Regions from separate parts of the Sus scrofa genome. Here region 2 is linked to region 1. Evidence: chromatin contacts called from public HiChIP or PLAC-seq data. All regions are on one chromosome and are shown on one strand. Each heading gives the region's core, a stretch centred on a gene start, on an enhancer-like site or on the middle of the called end of the contact. The rest is flanking DNA. Distances are from core to core; before and after follow the strand shown. Region 1 holds the start of RPL13A (ribosomal protein L13a). Region 2 overlaps NOSIP (nitric oxide synthase-interacting protein).

The links. HiChIP or PLAC-seq counts read pairs in DNA pulled down with a chosen protein or histone mark.
Region 2: an H3K27ac HiChIP or PLAC-seq map of skeletal muscle shows a contact between it and region 1. The contact joins the enhancer-like site here to the promoter of RPL13A in region 1. A contact is called at or near these places in 4 of 5 promoter capture datasets (fetal liver, fetal skeletal muscle and liver), 29 of 47 Hi-C or Micro-C datasets (adipose tissue, alveolar macrophages, blood and 13 more) and 2 of 2 datasets of contacts at active chromatin or transcription factors (alveolar macrophages and skeletal muscle).

What each region holds. Positions count from the first base shown.
Region 1 is chr6:54,560,959-54,568,517 of Sscrofa11.1, forward strand. RPL13A (ribosomal protein L13a) reads left to right here and starts at 3,835. Exons shown (of 8, transcript NM_001244069.1): 1 at 3,835-3,874; 2 at 5,380-5,452; 3 at 5,816-5,881; 4 at 6,063-6,164; 5 at 6,363-6,448; 6 at 6,632-6,691; 7 at 6,952-7,074; 8 at 7,269-7,559. The coding sequence starts at 3,860. The coding sequence ends at 7,355.
Region 2 is chr6:54,623,223-54,630,781 of Sscrofa11.1, forward strand. It overlaps NOSIP (nitric oxide synthase-interacting protein), which reads right to left. Exons shown (of 9, transcript XM_003127327.5): 2 at 945-1,115; 3 at 278-383. The coding sequence starts at 1,014. Among named protein-coding and RNA genes, the nearest start is that of PRRG2, 9.0 kb to the right of the region's middle. Within about 2 kb of position 3,814, at least 12 of the 83 cell types and tissues checked have an H3K27ac peak or open chromatin away from gene starts, as enhancers often do. A contact at or near this core is called in fetal skeletal muscle and skeletal muscle, where this site is marked.

The sequences.
Region 1 (7,559 bases), core at 2,585-5,084:
CTCTGGAGTAGGTGGGTGGCTACAGCTCTGATTAGACCCCTAGCCTGGGAACCTCCATATGCCATGGGAGCGGACCTAGAAAAGGCAAAAAGACAAAAAAAAAAAAAAAATCACCCCGATTTTACAGATGAGGAGCCTGAGGCCCAGAGAGGTGAGGAGCCCAGCTGGGGCCACACAGCCAGCCCCAGGCAGGCCGTTTTTGTCCTTGCCTAGCCAGACCCTTCCCCTCAGTCACCCAGCCCCCTCTCTCCCACAGACCCCTCCACCCTGCTGCCCCCAAGGAGTCCTGGGGCCTTGGAGGCCACATCCCTGCCGGCACCTCAGGCCTCTCTTCTGCTCCTCTTGCTCCTGCTGCTGCTGCCTGCCGCCCTCCTGCTGCTGGCCACTGCCTGGTGCCTGCGCCGGAGGAGGAGGAGACGGAGGATGCCCTGCCCCGGGGAGCGGGTGAGCCATCGGGGTGGGTAGAGCTGAAGGGGTGGCAGAGGCGGGGGCCGCAGGTGCCCTGCCCCTCCGGTCCCCAAGAGGCACTGCCCCCTGAGGCTCCTGGAGCGCTATTGCCCCACGGAGCTGAAGACCCTGGATTTGGTGGGAGGTGTGGGGGGCACGGGAGGGCTGTAGGCAGGGAACGCGTGGGTCAGCTCCAGATGCGAGAAGTCCCCTCTGGGGCCATGGAGAGGGACAGGCTGAAACAGACAGACTGGAGGCCAAAGAGGAGGCTAGGTCCAGAGAGAAAGGCGAGGCCTGAGCCAGGGCCACGGGGATGGAGAGGAGGGGCCTGGCAGAGTCAGGGCTCAGGGAGCTGGAGGGATGGGGCTGGAGACTGTCAGGCCTGGGGCAGTGGTGCCCGAAGACCCTGGGTCAGGCCCAGACGGGAGCCTGGGGGGAGGAGGGAGATTAGGGGAAGACACAGAGCTCGCCAGGGTCCCGTGGGCAGGATCTGCCCCTCCCAGAGTGGGGGGAGAGATTTGGGTGCTGGAGTCCACAAGCCAGGAGAGAGTGGACCCCTCTGTAAAGCCCTCCAGGTGTGAAAAAGCTCAGGGTGTTCTAGAAGCTTCGCCCAGCTGGAGATGGATGGGGGTGGGAGATGGAAAAAGAGCACAGAAACATCTAGGCATCAGAGGCGAGGTGAGGAGCTGGGGCTCACTGCCCAGGACAGCAGCAAGCCCAGGAGGTGAACCTGGGAACTAGAGTGGGGGCAGGAGGCAGGAGTTGCCCCAGGGAGGAAGGAGCGGAGGGGCCCGTGGGTTCCCGATGGGCCCAGAGGGATCTAACAAGAAACATTTGTGGGAGTTCCCACTGTGGTTCAGTGGGTTAAGAACCCAACTAGTATCCATGAGGACGCAGGTTCAATCCGTGGCCTCATTCAATGGGTTAAGGATCCAGCATTGCCATGAGCTGTGGTGTAGGTGGCAGATGTGGCTCAGATCATGCATTGCTGTGGCTGTGGTATAGGCTGGTTGCTGTAGTTCTGATTGGACCCCTAGCCTGGGAATTTTCATGCTGCAGGCGAAGCTTTAAAAGACAAACAAACAAAAAAAAAATACTTTGGGGCACATTGAGTGTCCCAGTGCCTCAGGCCTTTTACTGGAGCTTTCTAAAAATGAACTCACTTAATTGAAAAGCTGGTGCCATTATTATGCCCATTTCACAGAGGCTAAAACCAAGGCCCAGATAGTAAGTAAATCCTTTGCCAAAAGTCACAGAACTCATGGCCAAGGTTTGACTCTGGGCCTTCTGATTCCAGCATCAGTGCCTTGTCACTCTTCTGCCTCAGCTTCCTTACCCTACAAAAGACTCTCAAAATAATCCTACCATGGAAGTGAAGTCACCAGAAATAGAACACAAGTCACGGGTGTAGGATTCCATGGCACGTGGATGTTCCTGGGCCCAGGATGAAACCTGCGCCACAGCAGCCACCTGAGCCACTGCTGTGACACCAGTGGATCCTTTGCCTGCTGCACCGCAAGAGAACTTCCCACCCATATGATTTTTTTTTTTTTTTTCCTTTTAAGGCCTTGCCTTCAGCATATGGAAGTTCCCAGGCTAGGGGTCCAATCAGAGCTGCTGGCCTAACCACAGCCACGGCAACGCCAGATCTTAACCCACTGAGCATGGCCAGAGATCAAACTCACATCTTCATGGATACTAGTCGGGTTCTTAACCCACTGCACCACAACAGGAGCTCCTCCACACGTGTGACTTTCGATTTTCTAGTAGCCACATATTTTTAAAAGTAAAGATAAAGTTTTCTTTATTTTTTTGGCTGCACCCGTGGCATGCAGAAATTCCTGGGCCAGGGATTGAACCGGCACCACAGCAGTGACAGCCCCAGACCCTTAACCCAATGTGCCATGCACAAGGGAATTTTTTTTTTTTTCTTTTTGAGGTGTCCCCAGCATTCACATGAGGTCAGTACCATGGCCGTACTGGAGAGCACAGAACTAAAATGCTTCCACCATTGCAGAGAGTCCTCTTGGACAGGGCTGCCGCAACACACAGTGAGAGCTCACTGTGAATGGAGCTGTTTGGGGCCCCGAGTCTGTGCTGAGCCCTGAGCATGGGCCTTCTTCTCCTCTGACCGTGGAGCCTCAGACAGCCCACGAGTCATCTACCATCCCGTTTTACAGAGGAAGACGCCGAGGCCCAGAGAGAGGAGTCACCTGCCAGAGGACACAGAGCGGAACTTGGAGGAAATCAGTTAGAGACTGGTCCCTTCCTTGGCCACGCTGCCCCTGTTACTGTCTCCCCAGGATGGAGGCAACGCCAGCACCCGACCCCGGCCCCACCTTCCCCCCTCTGTACAAAGCCCTTAGCCCCAGGAAACTGTATATAAATCATTCTTTTCTGCCAGCTCTAGCCTGGCCTGTCTGTGAGGGGACAGGGTGTGGATGGCGCAGTTTGGGTTTGGGTGTTGGTTTTGCAGTTAAGGCAACGTTTCATTCAGGACCTACTTTCTGAGGTTCCTGGGGGCCCAGAGGTTGGGACCAGCCCTCTCAGGGTTCCTGGTCCCTGGAGAGGACAGGGACACAGAGGGCCCTGAGTACAGGATTACACACGCTCTAATGGAAGCGGTATAGGCAACTGTGGGAGCCCAGAGAAGGGACCTGAGCCAGCCTGAGCTATCATGGAGGCTCTCTGGAGCAAAGAACTCAGGCCGCATCTTAGAAGGTGGGGTGGAGGGGAGGCCATCCCAGCCGAGTGGCACAGCCAAAGCAAAAGCTTTGTCCAGAGAGTCCGAAGCTCATTGTGGGGCACTCAGGCATCCAGAAGTCATGCCTTCAAACATGAGACCTCATCGGGAAGATTAGCTCCATCTGCTTGACACATGGGGACGCTGAGGCCCAGATACGGCCAGGGATTTGGCCAGGTCGCAAGGAAGCCAAACAGGCACCGGAATCCAGATCTCTAAGCCTAGACTGAGAGCTGCCACCACGCGCCCAGCAGCCAGTCATTGCTCTAGGGAGTAACTGCCTCTCTCCTCCCGCCTTCCCGGCGCTCGCCTCCAGCCCTGGGCCCACCCCGCTTTCTGCAAACCCCGCGGGCAGCTCGCGCGAGGATTGCTAGCCCCTCAGAAATACCGGGGCGGAGGCTGGAGGGCCCCGCCCCAGCAGGGCCGCCCCCTACCCCAATGCGATCTCTCCCGGTATAGCCGTGGACGCCCAGGTCGGATGGGAACGACACTGATTGGTCAGCCAGAAGAAGACCCGCCTTGCAGTGGGGCCTTTCTGCGCACGCGCTCGACACTCTGGCCAATGAAAAGACGGGAAACGGCCTTTGTTGCGTCACTTCTTCCGCCCCTGTTTCAAGGGATAAGAAACCCTGCGCCAAGAGTTCCTTCTTTCCCAGGCAGCTGCCGAAGATGGCGGAGGGGCAGGTATCGGCTCCGCGCGGGCTGGGGCGGCGTGGGGTCGGGGTCGTGCAGGTCGGGCCGAGGTTGGACCTCTTTTCCCCCGCAAGTGTGCTGTGGAAGGAATTTAGGATCGATAACTGACCAAAACAGAAAGCCATTAGGGTAAGAGGAGTCCAAAACGGCTATTTAAGATGGCTTTTGCGTTCTGGGCTGGCCAGGATGCGGCGTCGTTCTTCCCTTGAGGAGCCGTGTTAGGGCCTTCAGCACAAGAAAGGATACTTAAAAACTAGGTCTCGTTTACCTTGTTCTTGGCCCAAGTAGACCCTTGTGTCCCCAGCGCTGGGGAAGCACGCGGAAGGCCGCCCCGCGGCGGCAGAGGATTGGCCAAAATGGAGGGTACTTAGGCCCGGCCAGAGCCGTGGGTTCCTTCGGCCTCCTGGGTTCTTCCCCAACTGTGGGTATTTTGGCAGGAAATCTTTTGCAGTGGATTGAGAAAACTGCCTACAGGGCATGCGGGAGCCAACTGGTTTTTGTCCCTCTGCTTCGGGGTTGATGGAGTCCTGCTGGTGCTGAGGACTGGGATGGAATGTTCTACCGCTCTCCACATCTTTTGCCCTTAAGCACCTGGAGGCCCTCAAGGAAGGCAGCAGCAGCCGTGCTCTGACTGCCTGATTTCTTTGTGTGACTTCTTGGATAATAAAAGGAGGATGGTTCTGGAGGGGGTCTGCACGTGATGGGTCTATGGTTAGGGAGGGAAAACCAAGTTTGGAGCCAGGCATATGATAGGGTTCTCAGAACATGCGTCCCGGCTTTTACGGTGTCTGGCACAGCTTGCGTTATGTTTTGTGTAATTCGTTTAATTTATCGCAGTGTTCCTGAGGCTGGTATTGGAGATTGGAGGGTTCTGATTGATCAAAGTCACATTGGCAGGGAATCTGGCTTTAGCGTCGGTAGCCTTTTACGCTGCTTTTCAACAATCCCAACTTGTATAGCAAGCACCTGATACGGGGACTTTGACTCTTGACAAGCCATGGATTAAGCAGTTGACCAGTTCACACTCGGAGACACAGGGCCAGCATGGGTTTTTTTGTCTCGCATCACCCACCCTGAACCTTGGTTTTCTTCGCTTTGACATTCATGCAGCAACCCTTTGAGATAGGGACGGGATGGGATTCTGTCAAGATTTTACAGCTTGCATCCAGGTCCCACGTTCTCCCTGGATGCTCAGTGTGGCCACGGTTGGTTCGCATTGTAGTTTCTTTTACCATCAAACGTAATCTGAGTACAGAAATTCCTGCCAATTGAGCAAGCTGGAGGGGAACTCTTTGGTATCTTAGCTCACTCACCAGGATCCTGAGTTAGTTGTTGACCTTCTTGGCCTCATCTGTAAAGGGAACCTTGGGTCTCATGCCAGCTTAGCAGGCACCCTGGGAAGCGGGTGAAATGAACACGTAGGAAGGAATGATGGAGGTGGGGGTGTCAAGGCAGGCTGTGGGCGCCTCTGAGCCCTCTCATCCTATCTCCAGCAGGTGCTGGTGCTCGATGGCCGAGGCCATCTCCTGGGCCGCCTGGCGGCCATTGTGGCCAAGCAGGTACTTCTGGGTAAGTCTGCCCTTGGTCCACAGCTCCCCTGGATCTGAGCTCCAAGGTCAGTGATGAGCAACAATCACCATCTTTCGTTTGAGTCTCACGACCATGAGATCAACCCCATGCACCGCTCTGAGACCTGCCAGCCGCCTCCCCTCCCGGGTTGGGGGCTCTGCGTTCAGACATTTTTCTGTGGGTCCAACAGATTGAACGTTCTGCCGAGTAGTGCTCTGTGACTGGGCAGGAGACTTCCCCGCCTGCCCTGTGCACTGTGGCCAGTTTCAGGCAGGAAGGGGTCTCCTTTCTTTCAGGGTCCTGGGTAACAGGCGGGTCCTTAACCTTTCCCCTCCTTGACGCCTGGTTTTCCATTCACTCTAGGCCGGAAGGTGGTGGTTGTGCGCTGTGAGGGCATCAACATTTCTGGCAATTTTTACAGAAACAAACGTAAGTTAGGGCCTGCAAAGAGGGCTGGAGAGGGTTGGGCTGTGGGCTTCTCAGGCTTCACTGGCTCCAAAAGTAGTCCCGTTGGCAGTTGATCCAAACAGGCCCGGTACTAATGGTTGTGCCCTGGGGGGACTTGGCGTCCGGCGTCCGACTGCAACTTAGACATGCTCCTCTCTGACAGTGAAGTACCTGGCCTTCCTCCGCAAGCGCATGAATACCAACCCGTCCCGAGGCCCCTACCACTTCCGAGCCCCCAGCCGCATCTTCTGGCGGACGGTGCGAGGTGAGCTGGGCCTGAGGGTGGGGGGGTGACAGGGCAGGTGGCCAGTGATGACTTTCCCACTTGTGTTCGAGCTTCTGGCCATGATATGACTTGGACATGCACTACCATCTGAGGCCACCCACCTGCCTGCCTGCCCACCTCGCTGCGGCAGGGTCCTCGCACGGCCCGCTGAGCAGGCCCGCTGTCCTCTGCCCCCAGGCATGCTGCCCCATAAGACCAAGCGAGGGCAGGCCGCCCTGGACCGTCTCAAGGTGTTCGATGGGATCCCGCCACCCTATGACAAGGTGAGCGAGGCCCAGCTCCCGCAGCAGCAGCAGCCGTGGCTCCAGCGTCCGTGATGTTCCGCGATTACCTACATTGTTTGATCCTCATGAAAACAGCACTGGCTGAGACGCCCGCCCTCGCCAGCCTTCCTCCCTGTCTGTCCCTCACACCAGGTCCCTTAAGCCCCTCTCCTTCTCTAACAGAAAAAGCGCATGGTGGTGCCTGCCGCCCTCAAGGTGGTGCGTCTGAAGCCTACGCGGAAGGTGAGTTCTCTGGTCCTGCTGAGTGACAGCTTGGGCACCTGGGTGTCGTGTGGGGTGTGCCCGCCAGGGCCTAAGACTGGCAGATGATGGCTTTTTCTCACGATGGTCTGCGGATGCCACGGTGCCGATACTGCCAATGGCTCAGCTGATGCCAGGAGGAGCGGGGAGCCCTGGGGGGTTGAGCTGAGGCCTCTCCCCAATCCCTCCCTGGTTATCCTGGTCTCCTCCTACAGCTTTGCTCCCCCTTCCCCTCCCCTCAGTTCGCCTACCTGGGACGCCTGGCTCATGAGGTTGGCTGGAAGTACCAGGCAGTTACAGCCACCCTGGAGGAGAAGAGGAAGGAGAAGGCCAAGATCCATTACCGCAAGAAGAAGCAGCTCATGGTGAGGGCACGGGGCTGGAGCAGGAGGGGCGTCACGTTCCCAGCAGGATCAGGCAGCTAGAAAAAGTGGGCTCTGTGCCCTTGGAAGGCTCTGCCCACCACCAGTGGGGTGGGAGGCTCTGGAAAGTGAGATTGGGCTCTGGGGGTTGGGGGTGTCCCAGGGAGCAGCTGCTGATGGTGTCATTCGCTCCACAGAGGCTGCGGAAGCAGGCGGAAAAGAACGTAGAGAAGAAGATCGACAGGTTCACGGAGGTCCTCAAGACCCATGGATTCCTAGTCTGAGCACAATAAAATTGACTGTTTATTCTTCATGCGTCGCCTGGCCTGCCCTTCCTCCATCGCCACCCTAGGATGTGGGGGACCTCCAGGGGCCACGGGCAGCCTGGAGCTTAGGAGCCTGGGTGTAGCCAAGGGGCCTTGTTTACTGCTGGTCGAGAAAGGCCTTTCTAGAAGTACAGGGCCGAGGGCTGTGCAGGTGCAGTGTTG
Region 2 (7,559 bases), core at 2,564-5,063, 62 kb after region 1:
TGTTATCACGCCGCAGCCTTTGCCAGACCGTAAGAGGCAGGTAGCGGTCAGCGCTCCACAGTGAGTGGTTATTATGGGCTGGCGATGGCCCAGGAACCCCCGCCCGTACTAGGAAGGGATGCTTTCCCATGCCCAGGGAAGCGCACGAGGATCGGGCCCGTGCCTCAGACCACGCTGAGGCTCCCGGAGCGGGGTGGCGTGCCCAGGACCCCCACACAGCCCCCTCCCTCCATGGGTCCCCTTGCCCTGGCCACCCCGTCCCGCGGTCCCAGCCTACGTGACGACGGGGTCGTGGCAGGGCTGCAGAGAGAGGCAGCAGCAGTCAAAGTCCTTGACTGCATCCCGGCTCAGTCGAATGTTCTGGGTCCCGTAGCCTGAGGCCGCTGGGGGCAGAGACAGGCAGAGGGATGGAGACACGCCCTCTCTGAACCCGGAGAGAAAGGCTCAGAGAGGACGCGGAGGTGGGGGTGCTCGGAGAGACAGGCGGCCAAGACCTTGGCCTGGGGTCTGGGGGGTGGGGGGCAGGGGCTGCCCGACCCACAGGAAGGAGTTGGTCCCCAGGGGGTAAGTGACAGACAGGCCCTGTCCCTTGAGGCAGCTCGGGGTGCGGGGGGGGGCGGGGGGCACTGCATGGCCAAATCCCCTTGGGCCTCCTGGCTCTGTGACCAGGTTCAAGTGCCTGAGCCTCTCTGGGCCTGTGTCCCCCATGGACCGCAGAGATTCCCCCGTCAGTGGGAAGCCTTGGATGGGTTCAGCACAGGGGAGAGGGCTGTGGGCTCACGGGGGCTGTTACTCACACGGTCATGGCCTTCAGTCACATGGGCTGTTACTTACACGGCCATGGCCATCTGAGGGGGGAGATGCCCGCACGGAAACCACACCCGAAGGGGCAGAGTGACGCCGGGACTTGGAAGATCCAGGGGCCCGCCTCCCAAACCCGGTACCTGTGTCCTTCTTCTTCTCGTGGTAGGTGTAGACGGCCCCCGCCGTGCAGTTCTTGCCGTGCCGAGTCATCCCTGGGGGAGAGGGGCAGCTGCAGGGCCGTGGTGGCCGGAGGGAACCCACGCAGGGAGGACTGGACCTTTCTGGGCCCCCGATCTGATCTGATGGGAAAGCTGTGTGCAGGGCAGAGGAAGACAGATTTTTTCACATATTAGAAGGTTAAGCAATGCCTATGCCCTCCAAAAAAAACCAAAAAAAACAAAACAAAAAAAAGGAGTTCCCGTCGTGGCTCAGTGGTTAACGAATCCGCGATTAGGAACCACAAGGTTGCGGGTTTGATCCCTGGCCTCGCTCAGTGGGTTAAGGATCCGGCGTGGCCATGAGCTGTGGTGTAGGTCACAGATGCGGCTCAGATCTCGCGTTGCTGTGGCTGTGATGTAGGCCAGCGGCTATAGCTCCTATTCGACCCCTAGCCTGGGAACCTCCATGTGCTGTGGGAGCATCCCTAGAAAAGACAAAAAGACCAAAAAGAAGGCACTTGACCATGACAGTGAAAAAGACCTGAAGTTTGCCTGTGGACGTGGATGTCGGCAGGGGTACAGGGTACATGGCGTGAGTTACTATAAGGTGGTGGAAGGAGGGTTATATAGAATCTGATGGAAAGTTCTAGCACGAGACATGATAGGAGGCACTGGTAACACACTTAGGGAACGAAAGCGCCCGCTAAATGTTCAGGATGCGTGTGTGCTGTGTGTGCCTATGTGTTCGTTCAACCAAGGGTGCCTCGGTTCGCTTAGGTGCAACGTGCGTTAACACTCAAATTGTTCGCTAGCGTATCAATTGTGCTGAATAAATTCTGAGGTTTTTTTTTTTTTTTTTTCTTCTGCTTTTTAGGGCCACACCCGCAGCATGTGGAGGTTCCCAGGCTAGGGGTCAAATCCGAGCTACACCTGCCAGCCTATACCACAGCCATTACAAGATCTGAACCACATCTGTGACCTACACCACAACTCATGGCAACGTGGATCCTTAACCCACTGAGCAAGGCCAGGGATCAAACCCGCAACCTCATGGTTCCTAGTCAGGTTTGTTTCCGCTGTGCTATGACAGGAACTCCCAAATTCTGAGTTTTCAAAACAAGCATTAGAGCAGAACTCACCCTGGGTGGGACTCTGGCAAATCAACAAGAACAACCCAGCTACCCCAGTAGGGTAACGAGCAAAGGCCAGGAAGAGACGGTCTATAGGTCAAAGACAGGGGGATGGAGAGACACCTCCAACCCTCCCCACAGGGAAGCGGCGGTGGTGTCACTGCGCAGCTGTCACCGGGCTGGAGGGCGAAGCTCTGAGCTGGAGCAGACCAGGCTCGGGGCATCATCGGAACCATCAGGTGATGCTGCTGGTACTTGAGCGAGGTGGGTGCTGGTGATTCTACCCCTGGGTGGACGTGGCCCAAAGGCGTTCTCAGAGACACCCTCTAGGGAGCACGCATGGGGCGGTTACCATGATGTCACTTATACCGGAGGGGAGTCGAGGCAACTGGGTAGCCCGGCAGGTGAGATGCTGACCAGGTATGTACAAAGCATTGTGGGTGGAGCTCAAAAACATCATGCCAGAGTTCCCGCTGTGGCACGGTGGGTTAAGAACCCGACTGCTGGGAGTTCCTGCTGTGGCTCAGAAGAAACGAACCCAACTGGTATTCATGAGGATGCAGGTTCGATCCCTGGCCTCGCTCGGTGGGTTAAGGATCCAGCATTGACGTGAGTTGGTCGCAGATGCGGCTCAGATCCAGTGTTGCTGTGGCTGTGGTGTAGGCTGGCAGCGCAGCTCTGATTTGACCCCTAGGCTGGGAACATCTATATGTCTCAGGTGCGGGCCTAAAAAGCAAAAAAAAAGGATCCAACTGCTGGAGTTCCTGCTGTGGGGCAACAGGATTGCTGGCCTAACACAGTGGGTTAAAGGATCCAGCATTGCAGTATAGGTCGCAACTGTGGCTCCGTTCTGATCCCTGGCCCAGGAACTCCTGTGCCATGGGTTCAGCCATTAAAACAACAAAAAAAGATAAAAACACCATGCTGGGTGGAAAGAAGTGAGAAAAAAACAATCTACACATGCACAAAATGGGTACCTTTTAGACACCTGCAAACAAAAGGATCACGTTTACAAGAATGGTTGTCTACGGGAGTTCCCACTGTGGTGCATCAGGTTAAGGATTCCACATGGTTTCTGCGGGGTCTCAGGCTCGATCCCCAGCCCAGTGCAGCGGGTTAAAGATCCGGCGTTGCAGAGTAGGTTGCAGCTGCTGCTAGGATTCCTTCCCTGGCCTGGGAACTTCCGTGTGCTGCGCGTGTGGCTCCCACCAAAAAGTGGTTGTCTATGTAGGGGAGGGACTGGCTCGGGGATAAACAAGAAGAAATCGGTGAGACAAGGAGGATGGGGTTACGGATCAACATGCAGGATTAAGCCGTGAGACCTTGCGCCTGGGCTCGAGTCCAAGTTGGCCCCATTCTTGCTGTGGCTCTGGACTGCTGAATTCCCCTCTGAGCCCTTTGCTAAGAAGTGGGGGGAACCACGGGATCTAGCTGACCCCACTGGATTGCTGTGTGGACTAAATGAGGTCATACTTAGAGCACGCAGAACGGGCAGGGATGTTTCTCCCCAGCTCTGTGGCTGCAGAGGAGGCTCCAGAAATGGGGGAGCGGGGGAGCACAACCAGGGGCCCCCAGATGTCAGAAGCCAACTTCATCTCCATTTCCCCTTTGGGGACGCTTTCAGAAACCCGCCTTTCACATTCAAAACTTTGAGCTATGGACCTCGCTCTCCCCCTACTGGCGCCTTCCTCCCGGAAGCCAGTTTTTGCATTGGAGGTGCGGACACAGAATAGATGCAGGCCCTCAGGACGGAGCTTGACACGTTCTGAAAACTGTCTACACCCCCCTAACTACTGCCCCGGTGGAGACCTGGACCACTTCCATCACCCCTGTGGCGGCCGCTGTGCTGCTTGCAGAAGAAGCTAACCGTGCTGAAACACCCCAACTCGACCCACGGCCCCTCCTCCAGCTTCCCCTCGGACCCCAAGCTTTGGAGCAGGTGTCCAGCACCTGCTGCCTGCCCCCCCCCGCCCTGCCCCCCACTCCCGTTTCCGCCCCAGCCCCACCCCCAAGGGTCACATTCACCTCCTGGGGGACAAATTCCCTGCTCTATTCTTAGTTGTCAACTGCTTTGACCCTCTGCGGTATTTGGCACTGGGCTGCTGGTCTGGTGGCCAAGCTCTCTGGCTTCGCCGACCAGGACACTTTCCCTCCGAGAGCGAGCCTTTCTTTGCTTGGCCAGGAGGTCGTGGGAAGAATCACAAGGGATGCTGCCGGCCCCCTGACCGAGGGCCACCTCGCCGCATCCCCATCTCATCCATCATCCAACCTCAGCCACCCTCTGAGGTCGAGCCCATTGCCATCCCCACCGTGCGGAGGGGCAAACTGAGGCACAGAAGTGAAGCCACGTGCCTAGGCCAGTGGTTCCCTAGGATACTTTCAGGGAGCCCGCAGAACTACTCCCATGACGCTGAAACGTGTCTGCCTTTGCTCTTCTTGTTCTCTCCCGAGTGTACAGGGGAGTTTTCCAGAGGCAGTGTGACATCTGCTTGGACATCCTTGGGTTTAAAGGTCTCTGTTACATTACATGGTGGAGGGGAGACACCAGGTACAAAAGGCCGTGTGTTTTTTTTGTTGGTGGTGTTTTTTTTTTTTTTTTTTTTAGGGCCACACCCACAGCATACGGAGGTTCCCGGGCTAGGGGTCGAATCGGAGCTGGCCTACACCACAGCCTCAGCAACACCAGATCCAAGCCATGTCTGCAACCTACACCACAGCTCATGGCCACACCGGATTCTTCACCCACGGAGCGAGGCCAGGGATGGAACCTGCAATGTCATGGTTCCTAGTTGGATTCATCTCTGCTGCGCCACAATGGAAACTCCTGTTCTTGATTCCATTTATATAAAAGGTCCAGGAATTTCCATCGTGGCTCCGCAGAAACGAATGTGACTAGTTTCCATGAGAACACAGGTTCAAATCCTGGCCTCGCTCACTGGGTTAAGGATCCAACATTACTGTGAGCTGGGGTGTAGGTCGAAGATGTGGCTCGGATCTGGCATTGCTGTGGCTGTGGTGTAAGCTGGCAGCTGCAGCTCCAATTCAACCCCCGGCCTGGGAACTGCCATATGCCCCAAGTGCGGCCCTAAAAAGACAGAAAAAATTAAATAAATAAAAGGTCCAGAATGAGCTGATCCATTGACACAGAAAGCAGACTGGTGGTTGCCACAGGGCTGGAGAAGGGGGAACTGAGGGGGCATGATGTATGTGTGAGTATGATTACTAAGGGGTATGGGACTTCTTTCTGCAGTGATAGACAATGTCCTGAAATCAGCAAGTGGCGATGGTTGCAAAAATAGTGATTATATGAACCTGCTAAATTGTACACTTTTAGGAGAAAATTTTTCCTTTTGGCCATGCCCTTGGAATGTGGAAGTTCCCGAGCTAGGGACTGAACCTGCGCCACAACAGTGACAATGCCAGATCCTTAACCCACTAAATAGTATACTTTTTTTTTTTTTTTGCTTTTTTTTTTAAGGCTTCACCTGTGGCATGTGGAGGTTCCCAGGCTAGGGGTCCAACTGGAGCTACAGCTGCCCGCCTACACCACAGCCACAGCAACTCAGAATCCAAGCTGCGTCTTCCACCTATACCACAGCTCACGGCAACACTGGATCCTAACCCATGGAGCTATGCCAGGGATCGAACCCACCTCCTCGTAGTTCCTAGATGGATTCCTTTCCACTGTGCCACGAGGGGAACTCCCTAAATACTGTACTTTATTTATTTTTTGTCTTTTTGTCTTTTTAGGGCTGCACCTGCAGCATATGGAGGTTCCCAGGCTAGGGGTCTAATCGGAGCTGTAGCCACCATCCTACACCACAGCCACAACAACCCCAGATCCGAACTGTGTCTGCGACCTACACCACAGCTCACGGCAATGCCAGATCCTGAAGCCACTGAGCGAGGCCAGGGATTGAACCCATGGAGTCCTCATGGATACGAGTTAGATTTGTTTCCGTTGAGCCATGTCGGGAACTCCCCCAACAAAATCTAGATAGAACTTCCGTGAACAATAGCTCTTTGGGGTCCCTAATGATGTTTAAGTTCCTGAAGCCAAAAAGTTTGAGAACCGCTGACCAGGGCTGACCAGGGTTGGCGGGTTTTCAGCAGAAGCTGAGCTTTCGTCCAGGGCGCGGCACCGCATCCTCGGTGAGGCCAATTTCAAAAAAAAACAAAAAAACAGATCTACTACCATCTGGTGTCACTTGACATTTCAGAAGGGACACAGCCAAAGTAACATCAGCTGTTATTTCTCATCCTCCCATTTTACGGAGAAAACAGACCCACAGACTCTTGCAGGTGGGAGGTGGCAGCAGAGCTGGACTGGAACCCAGGTGGCTGGGCTCTCGGGCTGCCCCCTCAACTCTGTGACAGCTGTCAGTCCTCCCGAGGAGGTGGGCCAGTCAGAGAATAAAGGCCAACCCAGCCCCATCCGCCCACGAGATCTTCAAAGAGCAAAGTCTAGTTCGCTCTTTCAGCACATTTCACTTCAGACCCGATATCCACATTGGAGAAACGGGTCTATATTTAGGTTTCATAAAACTTACAGATGCAAATGCACATGCATGGGTCCTGGTTGGGGCCAAACATATTTAGAGGTTTTCTGGTAATTACATCCCCCATTGGCACTTGAGTGTAAATGAACTGAAATAATCCAGGAGTTCCCCGGTGGCTCCATGCGTTTAAGGGTTGCAGGTTCACTCCCTGGCCTGGGAACTTCAGCATGCCTCAGGCATGGCCAAAAAAAAAAGAAGAAAAAAAAGAAAAGAAAAAAAAAGAAAAGAAAAAAATAATAAAAAATACAGTCCCTCGGGGGTACCCGTCACATCACTGTGCCCCACAGCCTCTGGGGACTGGCGGCTGCTGTGTTTAAAAAATGTGACCGCAAGGCTGTTCGTATCATTCGTGATTCCGGAGCAGCCTCTCCTCTCCAGCTGGTGCGCAAATCTCCCTTATTATCTCCCTTTTCTGCAGTTGGTTTGTTTGAATCCTGACTCTCCGGGCAGGGTCAGAGATTCCTCTGAGGATGAAAGGAGGCTCTGAGCCCCGCCCCTAGAATGGCGAGGGTCACGTGGACACTGCAGGTCCCGGGGGGCCGGGTGGGGGGGGGTCGGTGCGGAGGCCAGGCTGTTCAAGGAACCCAAAGGGCCAATTATGAGGACATCTAGAAAGAGGATGTGTTGAAAGCGGCAAAGAGGGAGCTCCCCGAGAGCCGAGGCCAGCATCCGAGATTTTCTATTAATTACGGCTGATGGTTCCCTGAACCCGGCCCTGCTCTAAACCTTTTATACAATTGAGTTTCTACCCCATTCCACAATCCAGATGGTTGCTACAAATGAGGAAAGAGGCACAGAGCAGGTGCCCAGGGCTGTGCAGCTGGGGTTTGACCCAGGCATCTGTGTCTGCGGCCATGATCACCCCGGTGCTGCCTGGCCGTGCTGGCTCTCGGCGTGGGATGGGGGCT